2 separate regions of the Sus scrofa genome follow, and region 1 is linked to region 2. Evidence: chromatin contacts called from public HiChIP or PLAC-seq data. All regions are on one chromosome and are shown on one strand. The core of a region is the stretch at or near the end of the contact, and the rest is flanking DNA. Distances in the headings are between cores, read along the strand shown. Region 1 holds the start of TMEM129 (E3 ubiquitin-protein ligase TM129). Region 2 holds the start of GAK (cyclin-G-associated kinase).

Region 1 (6,590 bases), core at 2,059-4,558, 530 kb before region 2:
GCTCTTCAGAGGCGGGTGTCGGGTCCCCCGGAGGAGGATGGGCATCGGCCACTGCTGGTTTCGGGAGAATTCCATCGGTGGTTCTGGTGTCTGTTTCCTTGGTAAGCTGTTGGCTTTTTAGAAACAGACTTACTTAACTTTAAGTAAGGACCCAGACAGGTTTCTAGGTCTGAGTCCATGTGACAGCATTAGCTAAAGACAGGAAAAAAAGGTCATCCAGTCAACCCTCTCCCAGGGGCGGTTTCCCAAGTGCGTCCCGCAGAGCCATGCTGGGGGGCCACCCGGAGACACGGGCACTGAGCACAGGAACCCGACGGCCACGGTCAGAGTCAGGTTCCCCACGCCAGCCCATGTCCCCTTCCAACAGGGGACCACCAGCCAGGGCACATGAGAGTCGGGCTTCTCACTGGAGGGAGAAAGGGCAGGTCAAGGACGCTGCCTTCGGGCAGAGCAGGCCCAACCCCGGGGCCCACACGCCTCTGCTCTGCAGGCCTGGAGCGGCTCGCGCGGCTGGAGTCTGGAGTCGCGCTGACCTCAGCTGGCTGAGTCTCAAAAAGGAAAGCGAAAAAAACACTGATGTTGAAAAGCAGCACGGAAAGCTGGGCGAGGGGAGAGCCAGGACTGCAGGGTCCCCCACGGGGAGACGGGCACTCGGCTGGAGGACACTTCCCTTGAGTTGGGTGAGGGCACATTAGCCATCTTTGGCTTTTAGACACCTGAAATCCGTTTAAGAGAAAAAGCAAGCATAGGAGTTCCCTGGTGGCCTAGTGGTTAAGGATTTGGCGTTGTCACTGCTGTGGCTCAGGTTTGATCCCTGGCCCAGGAACTTCCGCGCCAGGTTCCTCATCTCCAGACGGAAGCAGGAAAAGCCCTGGCAGGTGCGAGGCGACCACCACACCCAAGCCCATGGTTGGCAAGGTTGCAAAAAAGCTTCTGCCGCCAGTCACGTGTTTAAAATCTGAGCCTCTGACCACAGCACAGGACAGACAGCTCTTCTGCCTCTAGAACTAAGGCCTGTCCGTAAGCTTTCTTCAAGGCCTGATGTTGAGAATGGGAGGCTGACTTGCAAGCGGAGGGAGAGCCAAGTGGGAGGCTAAGAAGGCAGCAGGGAGCTCCCCTGTGGCTCAGTGAGCTAAGCACCTAGCTCTGTCACTGCAGTGGCTCAGGTTGTGGCTCTGGCGTGGGTTCAACGCCTGTGCCGGGAACTTGTGCCTGCCACGGGCATGGCAGGAGGGAAGAAAAGCAGCAAAGCCACAGAGTGTCCCTCCATGGAAATGCGGCCAGGACATTTCATGCCCAGAGACAAACAAAAACCAAGGCCAAGTTGTCGGCAAGGGCACAACAGAGGAGTGGAGTGTGAGGTTTAAACTTCCCCCGTTTCGCAATTCGCTTTCCAGGAAGAAACGACTTCCAACTCCCACACAAACTTGGAGCAGAGACCAGGAGGAACCAGCTCGGACGTTTTCCTGCGGAGTCCGCCGGAGAGGTTACCGATTGCGGGTTGCCAAACAGCGCCAACACTTACCTCTCTTTCCGGGCCCGGCCTTGATGAGAGCTTTCTAGTCCAACGGTGTCCCCTAGAGCTGAAGAAGCGTCCAGCTTGCTGCCCATGCTGGGACTTAAGATCCGGTGAGTCTGTGGATCCCGCAGAGGTGTCTGAAAAGTCACCTGTCGGGGAGACAGGAAGGCACTCGTCCAATAACTCACACCTTCCCCCACCACACTAGAAGCCACCGGGCCCCGCCCGGCCAGCTGGCTAAGGCCCCGGGAAAGCAGGCCCCGGGACTGCACGTGTGACCCCCAGGAGATCTGCGGGGCTCACCTTCGTGGCTTTGGCTGTGCTCTTGGGCGGCACATTTTCTTTCTGGGACAGCCGGAGGACAGATGATCTTCCGGTAAGTTCCAGTGGTGAAAACAGGAAGTCGCAATTTTCTGTACTTCTGTCACCAGTGACATTTTCATCACTGAAGACGTGCAGACTCATTCTGGGAAAGCAGAGAGTTGTGAGTCAAGAGGAGGGCGGGGACACCCTGTTGTCTAGACGCACATATGTGAAGACAAGCGAGCTGACCCCACGGTGCCGCAGGGTGGACGTCCCCTTCCTGCACGGGCGTGTGTGTGTGTGTGTGAGACACCGCAGGCAGCATGTCCTCTGCCAGAGCGTGTCCTTATCCCGTTCTGGGGGGAGCTGCCCCTCCCGGGAGAAAGAGCTAGGAGGGCTCTCAGCCCACAGGGCAAGAAGGAAGAACAGGTCCTCGAAATAACTGGAACTTTGTGGGTAAAAGTTGGGAGACAGATAAGGGCTGATCTGTGACAAAACTGGCAGAGGCCTTGGCACTGGGGCTGGAGCAGGCAGCCGAGATGGAGGAGGGCAGAAAAGCAGAAGGGCAGGGCAGCTGGCTCTCTGCCCACCGACGGGGGCGCCAGGAGGGCCAAGGCTCAGAGGAGGAGCAGGGATGGTAACAAGCGGCACGTGCAGGATCACCTGTGGGGAGTTGAGGTGCTTCTACACCAGGGTCTGGAGACTAGAAACACACCAGGGGCCTCCGGTCGGGTCCACGAGGTTCTAGAATAGTCCTACTCCTCCTTCCCAAATTCATCATGGTCACCTACCCGGCATTCCCAACTTAGGAGTCACCAGAAAACTGGGCAGCACAGGTACCTGCTGGGGGTGGGGGCCCCGGGGACCTCAGCTGCAAGAGCAAAACGGCTGGGGCCTAAGGAACACGGGTGCCCTGGAACGAGGTGAGGTCAGGGGGATGAGCCGCCTGGAGGGTGTGGGGTTGGGTGCTGCGTGTGGAGCAGGGAGCGGGAGGAGGGAAGCAGGGAGCCAGAGGCTCTTGTCTGTGGCCAGGGGGGAGCGGTCAGCCCTGGCTTGGCCAGCAGGCCCACACGCGGCGTGGGGAGGTGGGAAAGGGAAGCCTAAGTCAAGGGGGACTACTGGGTTTGGCCTGGGGGACGGGGTGAAACGGGGAGGGGCCGGAGGGCCCTGGGCCACAGGAGGGAGACTTAGAGCACCCTTTCTGTGGGATCCCTTCACCTGGGGAAGGTGGGGGTGCGACAATGGCAGCCTCTACGGGTTTGGCTCCTACTAATGACGGGGGGCCAGGGAGGCGGCTCCTGAGCAGAAGGGGCGAGGCCAGCGCGGAGGAGGACTGGCGTCGAGGGCCTGCCGGCAGGCTCTTGAGAATCAGCGCTGGAGCCCAGGTTTCTGCTGCAGGTGCCGCGGGGTCGGTGATGACTCACAGGTGGGGCTGCGCCGGGAGGAGGGGCCGGGCAGCAAGGCGGAGGCTGGTCAGGGGCGGAGTGCCAGTGCGGGTCACCGCCACAGGGGGCCGGGGGCTGGGCGAGGTCACCGGGGAGAGGGAAGACCGGTGCGACCGGCCGGAGGGTCCTCGTGGAGGGCGATATAGGGGCCACTAGGCGTCCTCGGGAGGCAGGGCCGAGAGCCCACCGGCTCCGCTGCCAGCTGCGGCCGGGCCGGCTGGATGAGTGCGGGCGAGATGGGACCCCGGGGAAGGGGGCGCCCCGAGGTGGGGGGGGCGAGGAGAGCCGACTGTGGGCACCGCGGCGCCGCGGGAGGAGTCAGAGATCCGTGTCCAGGCCGCCACTGCGACAGGCTAAGGCCCGAGGACAGGCCAGAAGAGGCAGGAACGGAGCCCCGAGCCCGGACCCGGTCGCCGTCTTACCTGCCGGCCGCTGCGCGGAACCGAAGGAGCGGGAGGCGCCGTGTCCGGGAGCCCGGCTGCCCGCCGCCGATTCAAATATCGACGGTTGGCGCGTACGGCCAATCAGCGCGTGGCCGGGGCGGGACACAGGGCGTCGAAGGCCAATGGGAGGCTGCGCCCAAGAGGCGGCTTCCGCTTCCGGGCGAGGCGGCACGCTAGGCAGGGCGGCCCCTGGAATTCTCGGTAGCCCAGGCTCGTCCAGCAGACGAAGGTGAAACGCGGCTCGAGAGCGGGCGGTGAGTGCGGGGCCCGCCGTCGCCCAGGAATCTCGGGCTCTGCGCAGACGCGCCTGGGCTGCGCGGAAAGGCCCAGGGCCTGAGAGCTGCTCGCCCGAGTCTGTATTCCCAGCTGTGGAATGGAGCCAAGTTCAGCGCCGCCCTCAGGGCGGGTCGTGGGGAGGCTCCAAACCCTCGCGAGGACTGCCGCGGCGGCTCAGGACGTCTGGCCGCGAGCGGGGTCCTGGAACTTCATTTCCCAGAGCGCCCCGCGAGCGGCCTGAGGGTGGGGACTACACGTCCCAGGGCGCCCCGCGCGGCCCCGGCGCCTACCGGACGCGGACGCTGAGGCCTGTTTTGCGCCCCGGGGCGGGGGGCCTCGCCCGGACGGCTTCCCGGCGGCTACGGCGGCGCGATGGACAGCCCCGAGGTCACCTTCACGCTGGCCTACCTGGTGTTCGCCGTATGCTTCGTGTTCACCCCCACCGAGTTCCACTCGGCCGGGCTCACGGTGCAGAACCTGCTGTCGGGCTGGCTGGGCAGCGAGGACGCCGCCTTCGTGCCCTACCACCTGCGCCGCACGGCCGCCACGCTGCTGTGCCACTCGCTGCTGCCGCTCGGTGAGCTCGCGGGGCGCGCGGCGGAGCTGGGGGCGGGGGGGGGGCGCTGGAGGCCCATCTCCCGGACCCCAGGGGGGAAGAGACGGGGGAGCGCGCGCGGGCCGCAGAGCCGAGGCCGTGGGCTAAGCGCCCCGTGCGAGGAGGAGGGTGCTGGTCGCAGCTGCCTCTTGCGGGCAGCAGAACCCTGGGGGAGAGGATGCTCTGGTCACTGGGGCAGGTGGGGAGCTGTCACCTAGGGGCAGCTCCCAGGAAAGGGGCATGATGCCAACAGAGGTGGCCGGCCCCAGTCCTTGGAAGAGGGGTGCAGGAAGGGCAGGCAGGGAGGGCGACTGCAGTTGAGAGCGTCTCAGGTGCGGGGCGGGGAGAGGCGTGTGTGCGGCCAGGAAGCTCAGGTGTTGCCAGGGGCTGTGCTGGGCAGGTGAGCCAGGTGCTAACTGGCCTCTGGGAGGCTGACTGGTTGGAGAGTGGGGTCCTAAGCGCGGAATCTCTGGAGAACTTGGGCTCACACGTAAGTGGGGGAGGGCGGGTGGCGGTGGCCAGCCCTGTCTGGAGCTGCCATGGTGGACATGGGAGGGGTTTCCAGCTGGCATCAGGGAGATACAGCCTGGGCCAGTGGAAAGTGGCTGGGAAGGGCTGGGCTGGTCTGACGAGGTGGGCCTGTGCCTGGGGGCTGCCTGCCCCGTGGGGAAGGCGGGCAAAAGACAGCCCATGCCAGGATAGAGGCAGGGCCAGGGTGGGGAGCTGGTCGCTCCACCTAGCTTCCCTGCGGGGCAGGGGTGCCCGTTCACCGGTTTCCGGGAGAAAGGCATGGCTCAGAGTTTGGGTTCTCCTGGGGGTTGTGCCCTGGGAACTAAGGATCTCTGCAGCTTTATGGAGCCTCCATCTGCACCTTCCCAACAGCCTGTGTGTGTGTGGGGTCACCACCATCCCAGGATGGAGGGGGACAGAAAGGTGGGCTGAGTGACTCATGGGGCCACATGGGGAGGAAGTGGAGTTTGGCCTTGTGCTCCGACAAGGAACGTGTTTTGTTTTGTTTTGTTTGGCAGTGGCATCTGTGGCCTGTGGAAATCTCGTCTTTTTTTTTTTAACTTATTATTTTTTGGCTTTTTAGGGCCGCACCTGCGGCACATGGAAGTTCCCAGGCTAGGGGTCAATTGGAGCTACAGCTGTTGGCCTACACCATGGCCACAGCAATGCCAGATCCAAGCTGTGTCTGCAACCTACACTGCAGCTCATGGCAACGCTGGACCCTTAACCCACTGAGCGAGGCCAAGGATCAAACACGCATCCTTATGGATTGTGGCTGAGCTACAATAGTAACACACACACACAATGAGTTGCTTAAAATGTGTCAACTTGGGGTTTAGCTGTGGCACAGTGGGCTAAGTATCTATTCTTGCCACAGCTGTGATTTAGGTCACAGCTGTGGCTCGGATTCAGTGCCTGACCTTGGAGCTGGCATGTGCAGCCGGGTATGTGTACTGACTTGATAGCATCTGCCGTTCTTTTTGCTGTTTCAAACTTGTTTGCGGGTCACTGTCTACATTGTTCATTTCACCGTGCAAATTGGCCTGCCGCTGGCTAGCGGGGGCCCTGGAGCTGGCTCCTCGGCCCTTGGGACAAGCCTCTGTCATTCTTTGCTTGCTGTCTGACACATGACGTCCCAGTTCTGGGATGTGCCAGGCTCTGATCTGCCTCCTCAGAGCAGGTGAGGTCCAGAGGCCAAGATCCAGCCCTCGGAGGGCCACTGGGCAGCCCCGCATTGGGCGACACCAGGTCCTTGCATTTGTTTTTGCTTTTCTAGGTTTTTCTTGTTTTTTGCCCCCTGGTACTCAGCTGTTACTTGTACAAAGCTAGAACAGTAAGTTGAAGATGTTTTCTGGAATTCCCGCTGTGGTGCTGTGGGGTTAATGCTCTGGCTTGTCTCTGTGGAGGCGCCGGTTTGATCCCTGGTCCAGCGCAGTGGGTTAAGTGTCTGGCTGGTGTTGCTGCAGTGGTGGTGTAGGTTGCAGCTTTGGCTCAGATTC
Region 2 (6,754 bases), core at 1,574-4,073:
TTCCTTGGCCCGGGATCCAACCTGAGCCACAGCAGTGACAATGCCAGATCCTTAACCACTAAGCCACCTGGGAATGCCAGTGATTGTTCTTGATATATTTGAAAATGTGTATTCTGCAAATATCCATTGTCAAATTGATTGGTGGTGTGTTTCAACTCTGCCACATCCTTGGTCATCTTCTGGTATTTATTCCATCATTTGTTGAGAAAGAAAAATTGAAGGAAGTTCCTGTCGTGTCTCGGTGGTTCACGAACCCGACTAATATCCATGAGGACTTGGGTTTGATCCCTGGCCTCGCTCAGTGTGCTAAAGATCTGGCATTGCCGGTAGCTGTCGTGTAGGCCGCAGATGTGGTTTGGATCCCGAGTTGCTGTGGCTGTGGTGTAGGCCGGCAGCTACAGCTCTGATTTGACCCCTAGCCTGGGAACCTCCGTATGTAATGGGTGCAGCCCTAAAAAGCCAAAAAAAAAAAAAAAAAAAAAAAAAAAAAAAAAGAACCACTGAAATCTCCAACTACAATCTCCTTGCAGTCCTTCATGTATTTTAAAGCTTGATTAGCAGGGCAGAATTGTCTAAGGTTGCTATGTCTTTTGTTGAATTTACCCCTTCATCATTACAGAATGATCTTTTTCATTCCTGCTAATAATCTTTGTAATGAAATCTACTACAAAAGGGACAGGTTTGACTGTAAGCTCAGTTTTAGACATGTATACACATGCTGAGATCTCTGAGAACAGATGTGAAAGAGTTCAGGAGGAAAGTGTGTTCCCGAGACTCGGATTTGGATTAAGAAGCTGCTACAATAACACCTAGTGCAGTGTCAGCATAAAAAGATACCATCAACATGAAACACGAGGTCCGGATAGAATCTTGCCTCTAAAGGAATTACACTACTCAGCAACCTCTACCTGATCCTGGGTCATGCCTATAAATCCAGAGCCTCTGAAATCATCATGCTTTCTAGTGAATTATTTCCTATGTTTTCCACCACAAGTATTTTAGAGCTTTTCCCCGCTGCTTAAACTTAGTTTTCTTACCTCCCTTCTCCTTTTCAATAGATGTTTTCTCTTCGTTATTCACAGTGAAGAGCTCATCAGAGAATTCCTTTGCTTTCACTCCAATACATGCACGACGTTACCACCAACTGCACTCTGTCTTCGTTCTCTCCTTTTGCGACGAACAGTGATTTTCCCTTGTCCAAAGTGAACACTTCCCTGTGCTCTGGATATCATTCCCTCCTACCTTCTAGGAGGGAAGGCACTTTACACCTGACTCTTCTGTCCCAGCAAACACATCCTGGTTTCCTTCCATCAGCTGTAGGATGCTCAGGAATCTCCCATCTTAAACATCTCAGCACCCCCTCGGTACCGTAGTCTCCGCAACCAAACTTCCTGAGTTACCTCCCCTTACTGTCTCTCCCTCTTCATTTTTTTTTCCTTCTCTTTGGGTACCTAGTTTCCACCCACTGCTCCACGGAAACAATATTGTTCTGGGCAAGATGCTGATATCACTGCTGCTAAATCCCAGGTACATCATTTACTCCTGGAAGCTGTAAGTGGAGGTTCCTCTTTTTCTTTTGTCTCCTTCCTTTTAAATGGCAAAGTCATTTGACATAATGCTTTTAGTTTCCTTCTTGCTTCCCTAGTTGCTGCTCCTCTCTAAAGAGTGTACTTTCAGTCTAAAAGCGACATTGTCCCATTGGTGCTCTCCTCCAGACAACTGCCACCTCTATGCTAGGAGACACCCAAAAACAGCCCGGACTTTTTCCCAAGCCTCCGATGTGTTCCATTTACCAGACAAACGCAGCGGCTGGAAGAGCCATGTGACTCGGTATCACTTGTTGACCCTGGCCCCCTGGCTAAGTAATGGCACTGCTGGGCATGTTTTCTCACCCCAAAGGGATAATTAATAGGAACGCTTCTAAAAGGATGTTGTAAGCAGTAAAGCATTGTATGAACTGAGCTTCTTTACTATAGTGATAACACGTGCTAGCCTGTCCAGAAAGAGACTTTTTTTTTTTTTTGTCTTTTTGCCATTTCTTGGGCCGCTCCCACGGCATATGGAGGTTCCCAGGCTAGGGGTCCAATCGGAGCTGTAGCCACCGGCCTACGCCAGAGCCACAGCAACACGGGATCCGAGCCGCGTCTGCAACCCACACCACAGCTCAGGGCAATGCCGGATCCTTAACCCACTGAGCAAGGGCAGGGACCGAACCCGCAACCTTATGGTTCCTAGTCGGATTCGTTAACCACTGCGCCACGACGGGAACTCCCGGAAAGAGACTTTTAATAGCTTGAAATTCTAGGAGGGTTAAGATGCTACCGGGGGCGGTGGCTCCATTTCTCCGTTTGGAGGTGAACACGCCAGACAAGAACCTACCGAAAGCGGCCGGCTGCCAAACGCGCCAAGGGGGTCAGGCAAGTGGCAGCGTCTTACCTGGGGGGGGGGGAAGCTCTAGGTGATGGGTCACACACGGGATTCTGGATCCAGTGCTGCCAGAAATGATTTTTCCACAGAAGCGTCAAAACTGAGCTTTTAAAATGATGCTTTTCGGTCTTTTATAGGCAACCAACTCAATAAATAGACGGACGCCGCGGGCCCCCCGGCGCTCGGCTTACACAGACCGGCTCTGCGCGGCCGGGCACCGGGAGCCCCTGGACACCAGCCTCCGCGGAAACCGCCGCGTGCAAACGGTTGGGCGCCGGGCTCCCTCCTCGAGCTCGGCGCCAGAAGCCCGTTACCCGGCCCACCCTCGCGTCCACGCCCAGCTCCGCGCACTCGCAGCCGCCCGGCGCGGCGGAAGTGACGCCCGGCGCTCTTCCGGCCAGCGACGCGCCCCCGCGCCTGCGTGGAGGCGTCGGGCGGAAGCGGTGCGGTCGCGGCCGGCGGTTGCCGAGTGGACCCGGACGCGGCTGTACGCTGAGCCCTCGGTCCGGCGCCCGCCGCGGGCCGCAGCCATGTCGCTGCTGCAGTCTGCGCTCGACTTCCTGGCGGGCCCGGGCTCCCTGGGGGGTGCTGCCGGCCGCGACCAGACTGACTTCGTGGGGCAGACGGTGGAAATGGGCGAGCTGCGGCTGCGAGTGCGGCGGGTCCTGGCGGAGGGTGAGGCGGGGGCCGGGGGCGCGCGGCCCGGGGCGCGGGGCAGGACCAGGCGGGCAGGGGGAGGGTCACGGCTGGCCGGAAGGCGACTGCCGAGGGGGAGGCCCGTGTGGGGTCGGGCACTTCCGTGTCGGAGGCTGGGGTCAGGCTGGGGCAAGGTGGTCGTGGCGGCAGGTGTAGGCTCACCTGAGGCTGGAGGAGAGGCTGTGTCGCTGGGAAGGAGTGGTGGGCCGGCGGGGGTTGGCGCGCGGGGCCTTAGCGGAAAGGAGGCAGGGGGACCCGCAAGACTAAAGGCTGGAGTCCCGAGGCACGCGCTGGGGCCGGGGGGTGGGTTATAAGTCGTCGAGGGCCGCGGTGGGACAGTGGACGTGGGGCTGGTCCTCTCAGGTTTCGGGACCTTAGGCGAGGGTGTTGGGACAGACAGCGCCGCGTCCTGTAGCCGGGGTTCCCCCTCTTACCATAGGAGCGTCTTCTGCCCCGGTCCTCTCTGGGCCCGAGCTGACCCGGCAGTTGGGATCCGTACAGAACCTCGCCGCGGGGCTGGTCAGTCTGTGGTCGGCTGTGTTGCTGCACGCTGTTTCTTGCTTCCTGCACCCCGCCTCCCTTCCTCACACAGAATTTCCCACCAGTGTTGGCGCGGTCCTGTTTCCTTGTCTGCGTTTTTCTGTTTTGTCCAGTGGGGATCACGCGGGCGTGTGAGCTTCCCCTAGCCGTGGCACGGTTGGCTTTGGGGCTGTGTTCCTTGCTTTAGCCTGCGTGAGGGAGTGGCTGCATGGACAGCTGCACATGGCTGTGGTTTCCCTCGGAGCTGTAGCTTCAGCCAGTCACTGCGGACATTCCTGCTGCCATTTGTGCTCAATTTCAGGTGGAACAATGGCTGGCTGTTTCCAAAGGCCTGAGGCGTGTTCTGCCCTTAGCATCCTCACACACATTGGCTCCACTGTCAGGAAGAGAGGAATTTGGAGGGTGATTTGGTGAGAAGATCTCAGGCTCTTCTTCAGAGCTAGTGACGTTCTGAAGTGTGGTATTCTTTCATATCTGGGGTAGAACGAGAGTTGCCCCCAGATCAAATCATTTATTCTGAAAATGCCAGGGAAGTATTTTGATTCTTTAAGAAATTCAGAGTGGAGAGTACGTGATTTCTGCCTTGTGGAACTTTAAATAAGACACATTTTCTGATGAACAAAGGACAGTGCAATGCAGGGGATTCCTCTGGTGGGATAGACGGTGGGCCCAGCTGAGATGGGAGGGGTGAGAATGCACCTCCTGCCAGGGGCAGGGCCAGTGCAGAAGGGGAGGGATGGGAAGTGGGTCACACAGAGAAGGAAGCTCGTGCCTGTGGCATAACACCCAGGATGAAGAACAAGGAAATGGAAGCAGCCACTGTGGTTGTGCAAAGCACCTGCTCCCCTTGTTGTCTAGACACACCAGGAGGTGCAAGGTGCCAGTGAGATTAGGAGCTGTAGATTTCCTCCCCTTGAACTGAACCGGCGGCTTGGCTTCAGTTTCTAAAGCTCGCGAAGCTCCTTTCTGAGCTGGAATGCTAAGAAACCTGTTGTTCCCATCAAGTAGCAACCGTAGAACCTAGACTGGGGGAATTCAGGCTGTCTTGTATAAATATGTGGAAAATCCCAAACCCAAAACCCTTGGGTACCTGTATTGACAATTTCAGAATTCTTCAGGTTCTAGGAAGAGCCTGTGTATTCTCTCTGAGCTGGCACGCCGCCAGGGCAGTTGGGAAAGTGTTGCATAACCAAGTGCATTCGTGTATCTGGAGTTAAGGGAGTGAGTCCTCACGGTGGGATAATTAAGTCTTCAGCTAGCCTCACATCAGTTCGTGTTAGGTGTTGCCCAAAATGACTTTATAATAGATCAAGTTTTGCTCTCAAATGATTTAGGGGAGGGAGTGCCCATTGTTGTTCAGCGGAAATGAATCTGACTAGCATCCATAAGGACACAGGTTCAATCCCTGGCCTCACTCAGTGGGTTAAGGATCCGGTGTTGCTGTGAGCTGTGGTGTCCTTCGCAGCTGCGGCTTGGATCTGGCCTTGCTGTGGCTGTGGTAGGTCGGCAGCTGCAGCTCCTATTCAACCTCTAGCTGGGAACCTCCATATGCTGCAGGTGCAGCCCCCAAAAAAACAAAAAAAAAATTAAGAAAAGATTTAGGGAAAAAACATTGGTTTTCATAGCTTTGACATGTGCACTTGTAGCCTGAAATGGGTTGTTGGGCAGAACTGTGGAGCCAGGTGATCTTTGCAAAATGTACTGTTAATTTTCACTTTAATTTAATTTTGTTTTGTTTTTTCAGGGCTGCACCCATGGCATATGGAAGTTCCCAGGCTAGGGGTCCAATCAGAACTGTAGCTGCCGGCCTGCACCACAGCTACGGCCTCAGCAATGCCAGATCCGGGCTGTGTCTGCCACCTACACCACAGCTCACAGCAACGCCGGATCCTTAACCCACTGAGCAAAGCCAGGGATCGAACCTGCATCCTCATGGATCATAGTTGGGTTTGTTAACCACTGAGCCATGAAGGGAACTCCTTCACTTTAATTTTAAAGCTAGTTATTGGGAGTGCCCACTCTGTCAGAAACACCCAGTCCAAGTGGACTGTAGGATACGTTCTGTGTGGCCTCTTGTCATGGATTCTGCCTGCTGCTGCTGCCTTCTGCTCGCGGGGTGGCTGGGATGGGCTGCTGCTGCTGCTGAGACGTGTCTTTGCCCTGCTGGCGGGCGGTCCACTCTGCAGGGGTGGCTCCACTCTGTGGATGCTGCTGTGAGGTGGGTGATGGTGCATGAGCAGCTCTCGGGAAATGGGTAGGTCTGGAGTCCGTGTGGTCAGAGGTTATGAACTCGAGTCCGCACCCGTTTGCTGGGACATTTGTGTGCACTGTGTGGGACCAGTGGTCTCGGGGAAACTCGATGTGGTTTCTGCTCAAGAATTCGCGTTCCCTCCGGGTCAGCCCTGGCCTGCGAAGCCGTGAGGGCACGCACACCCTACACCAGCTCCCGGGCCCCCAGTTGACAGTCCTGGCCCTCCACCTGCTGTCCTCTGGCTGCTGCCTGTGGCGGGCCCCCTCCCTTCTCCGCATGGTCTGTTGTGACCCAAGGTGCCAGGACCTAGGGGCAGTCGAAGGCGTTGTGATAGTCAGGGCTCTTGGCTGCAGGTCTCGGATGGCGCTGAGGTTGGTGTGAGGGGGGGAGAGGCTCTGGGCCTCCTCGGCGGGGCCCACCTCCAGGGCCTTGGGGCAGATCGTAAAGGCCCGTCAGGCTGTGGTGGGTGGCCTGCCCCTCTTTCCCCCAGGAAGTGCGGCTGGTTTCGGTGTTGGGGTGTCTCCTCCCTGGACCCTTGGGGTCTTGGCAGCCTCCTTTCTCCGCACCTGACCCTGGACCAGAGGCCTGAGTGCGGGGCTGTTCCCTCCCAGGGAGAGTCCCAACTGGATGTTTCCCTTTTGGACGCCGCAGAGCACAGGTAACCAGGGCCTTTGCAGCAGGGCTTGGGGCTCGAGCGGCAGGACATGGTGGCCCATGCTTTGTGCCTGAATGATCACCCTTTCAGCTTGCCCGCCCGTCCCTTCACTGACTCGTTGGCAGCTTTAAGGCCAGCCCTTAACAGTGGGGCTCGCACCCGCCATGCAGTAGTAACAGCACAGC

The links. HiChIP or PLAC-seq counts read pairs in DNA pulled down with a chosen protein or histone mark.
Region 1: an H3K27ac HiChIP or PLAC-seq map of alveolar macrophages shows a contact between it and region 2. The contact joins the promoter of TMEM129 here to the promoter of GAK in region 2. A contact is called at or near these places in 1 of 5 promoter capture datasets (fetal liver) and 1 of 2 datasets of contacts at active chromatin or transcription factors (alveolar macrophages).

The regions. Positions count from the first base shown.
Region 1 is chr8:822,951-829,540 of Sscrofa11.1, reverse strand. TMEM129 (E3 ubiquitin-protein ligase TM129) reads left to right here and starts at 3,308. Exons shown (of 4, transcript XM_003128802.4): 1 at 3,308-4,563. The coding sequence starts at 4,359. It overlaps TACC3 (transforming acidic coiled-coil-containing protein 3), which reads right to left and starts at 4,108. Exons shown (of 16, transcript XM_003128804.5): 1 at 3,690-4,108; 2 at 1,823-1,985; 3 at 1,526-1,668; 4 at 1-113. The coding sequence starts at 1,984.
Region 2 is chr8:293,058-299,811 of Sscrofa11.1, reverse strand. GAK (cyclin-G-associated kinase) reads left to right here and starts at 2,823. Exons shown (of 28, transcript XM_021100831.1): 1 at 2,823-3,102. The coding sequence starts at 2,958. It overlaps TMEM175 (endosomal/lysomomal potassium channel TMEM175), which reads right to left and starts at 4,119. Exons shown (of 11, transcript XM_021100844.1): 1 at 3,558-4,119.